Regions from separate parts of the Mus musculus genome. Here region 1 is linked to region 2. A link is a contact called in public promoter capture Hi-C data. All regions are on one chromosome and are shown on one strand. Each heading gives the region's core, a stretch centred on a gene start, on an enhancer-like site or on the middle of the called end of the contact. The rest is flanking DNA. Distances are from core to core; before and after follow the strand shown. Region 1 holds the start of P4ha3 (procollagen-proline, 2-oxoglutarate 4-dioxygenase (proline 4-hydroxylase), alpha polypeptide III). Region 2 overlaps Gm34877 (a long non-coding RNA gene).

What was found. Promoter capture Hi-C pulls out the DNA fragments that hold promoters and counts their contacts.
Region 1: a contact with region 2 is called in a promoter capture Hi-C map of macrophages, with 5 read pairs. The contact joins the promoter of P4ha3 here to the enhancer-like site in region 2. A contact is called at or near these places in 1 of 39 promoter capture datasets (macrophages), 1 of 15 datasets of contacts at CTCF or cohesin (large pre-B cells), 3 of 484 Hi-C or Micro-C datasets (the Ba/F3 cell line, bone marrow-derived macrophages and nephron progenitors) and 1 of 9 other capture datasets (adipose tissue).

Annotation. Positions count from the first base shown.
Region 1 is chr7:100,283,735-100,287,587 of GRCm38.p6, reverse strand. It overlaps P4ha3 (procollagen-proline, 2-oxoglutarate 4-dioxygenase (proline 4-hydroxylase), alpha polypeptide III), which reads right to left and starts at 2,068. Exons shown (of 13, transcript NM_177161.4): 1 at 1,862-2,068. The coding sequence starts at 2,055.
Region 2 is chr7:100,206,082-100,210,184 of GRCm38.p6, reverse strand. The region is part of intron 1 of Gm34877 (a long non-coding RNA gene); the gene reads left to right. Among named protein-coding and RNA genes, the nearest start is that of Gm45994, 15 kb to the right of the region's middle. Within about 2 kb of position 2,109, at least 26 of the 459 cell types and tissues checked have an H3K27ac peak or open chromatin away from gene starts, as enhancers often do. A contact at or near this core is called in adipose tissue, bone marrow-derived macrophages and macrophages, where this site is marked.

The sequences.
Region 1 (3,853 bases), core at 819-3,318, 77 kb before region 2:
ATTTTAAAAATTCCCTTTTTAATCTTTTAGAATCCCAGCTAGTGCTTCCATTGGCAGGGTTAATTTAATACTTAGTCACTGAGCAGCGGTGGTCTGCTCTTGTGTTGCTTGGTTCACAGCAGTCTTCCTGCCTCAGCCTCCCCACTGCGCCGAGTCTACTTGATCAGCCAGCCTTGAAGAGTCATAGGGAGTTAACATTTTTTCAGTAACTTACTACATGTTAAGCTCAATGATAAATAACTTTACCTGGACACAATCGTTCCAAGAACCCTATGGGAATAACCATTAAAGCATCATTGTTTAGATTAGGAAACTAAAGCTTAAAGATATAACACGGTCAGAGTCAAAAATTCAGAGACCTGTTGAGCTCCTGAATCTAGACTCTGAGTCACTTGGTACCCACAGTGTTCCACACACTTTCTCCTGCATTGGCTTTCTCCTCTTCCTCCTCTTCTTTTCCTCCTCCTCCATCTCCTCCTCCTCTCCTTTTTCCCTTCTTCCTCCTCTTCCCTTTTTTCTCCTCCTCCTCCTCCTTTTTTTTAGTATAGACAGGTGTCTTTTATTAGCTTTTCCTAAACTTGTCTCCTGCTTACAGCCTGTTTTTCTTAGTGTAAGAATGTAATCTGCAGGTTTTTTTTTTTTAACAAACCAATTTGATACTGCAACTCAAACAAATGCGTGTCTAACTACAAGCCATCAGTTGCCACCAATGGCATTTGAAGAGCAGACTGCAGGATTAAGCCAACCCTTACGAAACTGGCTGTCCTTCATGACCATTTCTTATAAACATTTGTGGGAGTGGAGCAGGGCGGGTTGGCATGGGAATGGATTTGAAATTTAAAGTTACTGGAAATCAAATGATGTGCTTCTGCTCTGTCTAGACAAGTTTGTAAGATCAATTGGATTTATGTGGAAACAACTGTGCCTTATAGTCCGTGGGCTTCTCAGTGTCCAAAGCAAAGAAGGCACAAGACATGTTGGTATCATATGCAAGCATTCCTTTTTCATCTTGGACACTGATTAGTGCTCTAAGTCCCACACTTTACAACAGTTTACCTTCCAGGATCTAACTCTACTTTGCTGACTGCATAAAAAATAATGTTGGCTGTGTGTTTGTGCACACTACTCCCAGTATTACCCCGTGTGAAGTAGTTTTTCACAGTGTTTTCTTTGGAGTCAGACATTTTCACATACATACAACCTCTCAGCTACTACTTACATTCAGAGAACTTTTACCCATGGAAAAAGAAATAAGAGCTATAATGGTCACCACAGCATTCTACTGTGTCAGCAGTAACTTGACAAGAAGTCCAAGGTCATTTGCTGCTTGACACAGTATTTGTGAGATCCAACTGGACTCTAGAATCTCCATGCTACCTACACTTTTTCACAGTGTATCAACTTGGACATGTGAAGGTGGATGGGGGGTGGTGTCACACCCCGGGGTGTGTGTTTGTGTGTGACAGAGACAGAGAGTGAGAGACAGAGAGACAGGGAGAGACAGAGAAACAGAAAGAGACAGAGACACGGACAAACACACATACATACAGACACATAGACACAGAGAGAGACAGAGACCGGAACAGAGAGACAGAGACACACACACAAAGAGGCAGAGAGACAGGCACAGAGACAAAGAGACAGACACAGACAGACAGACAGACAGACACAGAGAGTGAGAGAGAGGGAGAGAGAGAGAGAGAGAGAGAGAGAGAGAGAGAGTGACACAGAACTCCTCATTCCCCTTCAAAGTGTCTCAGGGTCCCCACCACATGACAGTTGGGTCTGGAAGTCACTTTGGGCCTCAGTTACTCCTCACCCTCAGTCGCTGAGCATCCCGGCTCCCTGGAGACGCCCTCACCTGGTCAAGTCGCGCAGCCGCGCCTCCTCGCCGCGCAGGTAGCGCCTCAGTGTCCCCAGCAGCCTGCGCTCGGGCGCCAGGGCGCGCGCCACGCTGGTCAGCGCGGAGAACGTGTCCTCCCGCCCCGTGGCCGCCGCGGGGTCTCCCCCGAGCGCCAGCAGCGCCAGCAGAGCCAGCCGCGCCCCTGGGCCCATCGCAGGGTCGCGCGTCCCTCCGCGCTCTCGCCCGGCGCCGCCCCGGCCCGCCCGCCCGCCCGCAGCCTTCCGTCGCCCGCCCTTGGCCGCCTCCGTCCCCTCAGCACTGAATTCCTTAGTGCCTGGCCCGCCGCTAACTCCACACTGATTCCACCGTGCCTGTCACATTTGGGGGAACTGAGGCGAGCGCGGGTGAGCAGTGATTTCTCTAGTTACAGCCGTGCTGAGCCATCATCCAAATTCCTCCTGTGGGACAGGGGAGGACACAAAAACCTCTGGATTATGAGGGGAACTCCAAAGGGTGACACAGCATGGTGACAGAAGTGCAGGTGGCTGGGGCAGAGGGGTAAAGTCTTCACAGAGGACAGGACCTCAGGTGATCTTGAAAGATGGCTAGGACTTACAGAAGCTGAAACTCTAGGATCGAGTCACTACAGAGTCACACAAAAATACCATCATTATATTCTACTAGGCTGCTTGTTTCTTTCACCCCGCTATCCCTTTTGCCCAGCAATGTTTATTCATTTACTCATTCATTTAAGTGTTCAGTAACATCTGTGCTATAGTAGGTGCAGATGCAGCCCGCTGCTCATAAAGGGAAATGGAAATGTAAACCACCATAAAAACACAAAATGGGCAACCACAGGCTGTGTGCAATGGGTGAGGACCTCATCCCCAAAGAGGGGCTTCCCCTGGCATGCTTTGATGGGGAGAGAGCTTCACAGAGTCAATGTGTGTAGTTCTAACAGTATCTTGACTTTAGGCCATCCTGGATTATCCTGGTGAGCTCAACGCAGTTGCCAAGGTCCTTTTAAAAAGGCAAAGAAAAAGCCGGGCGGTGGTGGCCCACGCCTTTAATCCCAGCACTTGGGAGGCAGAGAAACCCTGTCTCGAAAAACAAACAAACAAACGGCAAAGAAAGATACAGGACAATAACAGCCAAATCAGAGACTTGATGATGCTGTGTTGCGACTTTGAAAATGGATAAACGGTCTGTGAGTAACAGGTTGTAGGTAGCTTCTAGAAGGTTGAGAAGGCTGGGGGACAGATCTTTCCTAGTCTGCAGGAAGAACAGATCTGCCAATACCTTGATTTTATCTCGTGACACCTATTCGTTACGGTTTGAATTTGAAATGAACCTCACAGTTTCATCCTCTTGAATACTTGGTAAAAACCAAGCTATGGAGCTTTGGGGAAGTAGGGCTTACATACTCCACTAGGTTCACTAAGGCTTCACTGCTGGCCAGAGCCATCAGGTTTCTGTCTGCTGGATGTGAGCACCGGCCACATATGCTAGCCACCAGACGGGGCAAGACCTGCCAACACACCTTCCTTTTCATGATGGGCTCCAGGAGTCAAAGAAATCTTTTCTCTGTTACAGTGTGTCTGTCAGATATCTGGTCACAGTGCTGAAAAAGTCTAATACATCGGTTCAGACTTCTGAATTCTGAGGCAGTAGGATAAAAAAATCTGGGTTATTATAAGCCCCAGAGTTTGTGATAACTTGTCTAAGCAATAGGAAACTTGGGCGGGTGAGAAGGCCAGCAGCTAAGAGTGCATACACACTGCTCTTACTGAAGGCCTGAGCTGAGTTTTCCCCATCCACGTCCATATAGGGTGTTACATAAATTATTGTATGTTAAACCAACCTCAAATGCCTAATGTAAATCCTCTTAGGTCACAATGCACATTCACATTAATATGTTGCTGGATTTTGTTTGTTGATATTTTGTTGTAACATTTTTGTATCTTTATTATAAGAGAAGGTAGCCCATAGTTTTCTCGAATTATTTTTGTC
Region 2 (4,103 bases), core at 860-3,359:
TGACAAATGTGACGAGATAGTTAAGTTTCTTTTAATTTTGTTTTTTTTTAAGACAGAGTCTCACTGTATAGTCCTGACTGGCCAGGAACTCAGTACATGGACCATGAACTCACGGGGATCTGCCTGCCTCTGCCTCCCAAATTCTGAGATTAGAGATATACACCACCATACCTGACTCCTTGAATTCTTGATAAAACATCCATGAAATGGAAATGTCCCAAGATTTGTCTGGAAGACAGTAGGCTGGCCCAGCAAGGTAAAGGGGTTTTCTATGAATAAAAGTCAAAAGAAGAGTCCAGCAGCACCGGGCATGGTGGCACACACCTTTAATCCCAGCACTTGGGAGGCAGAGGCAGGCGGATTTCTGAGTTCGAGGCCAGCCTGGTCTACAGAGTAAGTTCCAGGACAGCCAGGGCTATACAAAGAAACCCTGTCTCAAAACAAAACAAAACAACAAGAGTCCAGCAGTTGAGGAGCTAGAGAAATTACCCAAGGAGCTATAGGGAACTGCAACCCTATAGGTGGAACAACAATATGAACTAACCAGTACCTGGGAGCTCTTGTCTTTAGCTGCATATGTATCAAAAGATGGCCTAGTCGGCCATCACTGCAAAGAGAGGCCCATTGGACTTGCAAACTTTATATGCCCCAGTACAGGGGAATGCCAGGGCCAAAAAGGGGGAGTGGGTGGGTAGGGGATTGGGGGGGTGGGTATGGGGGACCTTTGGGATAGCATTGAAAATGTAAATGAGGAAAATACCTAAAAAAAAAAAAAGAGTCCAGCAGCATAGCGACTCAGAGAAAGAGCCAGTTCTGAACCCTACCCCAGCACTCAATAGCTCTGTGACTTTGAACAATGAACCTTGTTATTGCCATCTGCAAAATGGTAATAAAAAATAGATTTTTACCCCCAAGTTGTGCTGTGGTGGTACATGCCTTTAATCGCAGCACTTAGTAGGCAGATCTCTGAGTTTGAGGTCATCCCTGTCTAGAAAGTGAGTTCCAGGACAGCCAGGGCTACACAGAGAAACCCTGTCTCAAAAGAGAAACAACAGCGGCAGCTTCCACAAAGATTGGTTATAGATGAGGTAATACAAGTCAAACTTAGCATGGTGGCTAACAATTACTCAGGATGTAGGTACCACATAGGACAAGAGCAGGTAGAGAATATAGCCTCCCATAGAGAAGTTAACATTCCAAGACATATGCTTACTTGTGACAGAAGCACAAATCTTGTGAATATGTAACAGTGTGGGAAAACTCTGTAGGTAGACTGCGATGATGTATCCATGTGTGGCTTCAGGTGACTGGGCCTGACTGGGGTGGTGAGGGAATAAAGGAAAGACAGACAGATGGACACATGGGCACACAGAAAAACTGGGTCAGCTGCTGGAGAAGCCAAGCACTCTGAAAGTGTAGTATGCTTGTTATATAGAGTCAAATAGGGAGGCAGGGTTATTGCACCCAGCTGAATAAGGAGGCTGGTAGGTAACAAGGAGGCAGGATTATGCTGTACAGCTGGATTGGGGAGGCAAAATTAGCTAATATGGATGGGAGCAGATTCTGCAGGTGAGCAGTCTTCAGGCCATAAGCATGGTAGTGGTCAGAGAAAGAAAGCAATGGTGGACATGTGGACATTTTCTGTACACGTGCATACACACACACACATACACACACTATCCATATATGGCCCAGAGGAAGGCTTTGCCACTTCCCTCTGAGCTGCACCCTGAAGGGGAATGTTTTGCCATTCCTCCACGGGACTGAGGCTTTGGGGTCCTTACCATGGCACTGCCATGTCTACAGATATACCTTCATTCAGGATTTCAGTCATCCGTGCTCCCTTCCCTCCATACACTACAATATTCTCTTCCATCTTTGGGTTAGAAGCAGAGAAAGTTTATTTTACAGTGATTTTAGGATAAAAAGTCCTTAACACATTATATGCTCATTAATAAAGTATTTCACATTTTTTATTGTTATTTGAGTACTACTGTGATCCACTACTGTAAATAACCAAAAGTCAGGGAGTCCAAGACCTTGTCTTTCATCCAACAAACAGTTATGCAATGTTTGTCATGTGCTGGGCTCTTTGTTGGCCCTGGAGGAAATAGTGGTAAGAGGAAATAGAAATTTCAGCAATGTGAAGAAAGGAGACAGAGCAAATGGGCAGTTGTCATAGAGCATGGAGAATGTCTTGTTGGGGTGTGTAGGACATTGCAGACTTATTTACAGCAAGTACATTTGACTCTATCTGAGGACCCAGACCAAAGCAAATGTTGTTTTCCTCTGGAAATAAAGTACTGTAGACTATCTGAGCAGTAAGTAGGAGTTAGTCAGGATCATGCTGGAAATAATGTACAAGCCAAGACTAGCTCGCTTAAATTGTGAGCCCTTGCTACAGAGAAATGCTGATCGGTAACTTCACAGAAGTAGGACAGCGCCTCTGGTATTGGAATTTCATTCCTGTCAACAGAAAGTAAGATAAAGGCTTGAGATTCAGAGGCCCAGGGCGAATGAACAGTAACACTGCGAGTGACCCAGAGAGACAAAGGAGCAGAAAGCTGGGAGGTTGAGGGAATGTTCATCCCTCAATTCATAAATGGGCAGAACAAAGGGAAGGATGGTGGGAGAATCAGGTTCCCTGTAATGTAGCAGCTGATCTTGGTTTAGCCACAAGCTCCTTTTTATTTTGCAATTTGGAATGAGAATCTCCCTCTTAGAGACTCTAGTCTCTCCAGCTGTAAGCTGTGTGGGTTGAACTGTTGGAAAGAAGTCAAGAAAGGGCTGCTATGGACTGGGCATCAAAGCAGGCAGATACACAGGATCGAACAGCTTAGGCCTACGCTTCAGCAACATTGGTACTTGAGCCCAGACTGACCAAAGCCCAGAGGAATGCAGTGTCCGATGTTGAGCATAGGAACTCTCTAGCTACCAATTCTAGAATGGGAGCTACCTTTTCTAGATGTACGGCTCAAACCTTAGTTTTCAGAGGACAGCATGGTATGATTTCACATGGTTCCCTCTCTGCCTTCCTCCCTTCTGTCCTAGGGAACTCTGGGAAGATGTGTGGGGTGGGGGGTGATGATCTTGTAGAAGCAATGCCCAGACAGAAGACAACTGATTGTAAATGGTGCTATTTCAGTCAGCAGCTGGAGAACGACCTTGAGACTACTGTAGTGAACATTAATCGTGTCAGCGCAAAGCCCACCCTTTCTGCTTCCAATAGTACCCCCTTTCATTTATAACATCAATTCCCTTGCATAAATCTCATCATTCCTCACCCATGGCAAGAGGACGAACACTTCAAACCAGGAGGAAGAGAGACTTTGGTCAATTGGAATTAAAACGGCCAGTCTCTCTCGGATGGCAAAACGTCAAGACAAACCCAGAAGCTGCTGGTGTGTCCCTTCGGTGCTGGTGAAGTTAGTCGTGACTGCAGGCTCAGACTCAGAAAAGATGGGCAGGTGTGGTGGCAGTGGACAGATGTGTGAGGACGAGGCATGCAAAAGAATACAGTTGAGAGTGGTACACGTCCATAGCCCCAGTCCTCAGGAATTGAGGCAGGAGGATCGGGAGCTCAAGCCATCCTTGACTACATACAAGTTTGAGGCCAGCCTGGGCTAGATGAGGCTCTTTTCTCAAAACAAACAGCAACAAAAAATTTCCCTTGTGAAACTGTTGTATTTCCAGGAATGACATCTGCCTTGCTGATGTGAAAAATAAGCTTCTCTTTCACATTATGAAGTTTTTGTCTCTAGAACACCCCTCCCACCCCCGCCAAGCATTGCCTGTACCAGAAGTCCTTTATTTTCTGTGGGGGTAACTTATCTGATGGTTCCTCTGAGGTGCTTCTCATGGTAGACAAGGCAGGGTTGTTTCTGTTGTATATCTAGAATACAGGGGACAAGATGGCTCATTAGGTGACACACTTTCCTTGTAAGCTTAGTGATCTGAGGTCCATCCCTGGAGCCTATAGACAGGAGGAAGAGAGCTGACGCTGGAAAGTTATCTGACTTCCATACAGCTGCCATGGCTTGTGTATACCCCATCCATCCTCAAAGGAAATAAATAAATAAATAAATAAATAATCTTCAAATTAC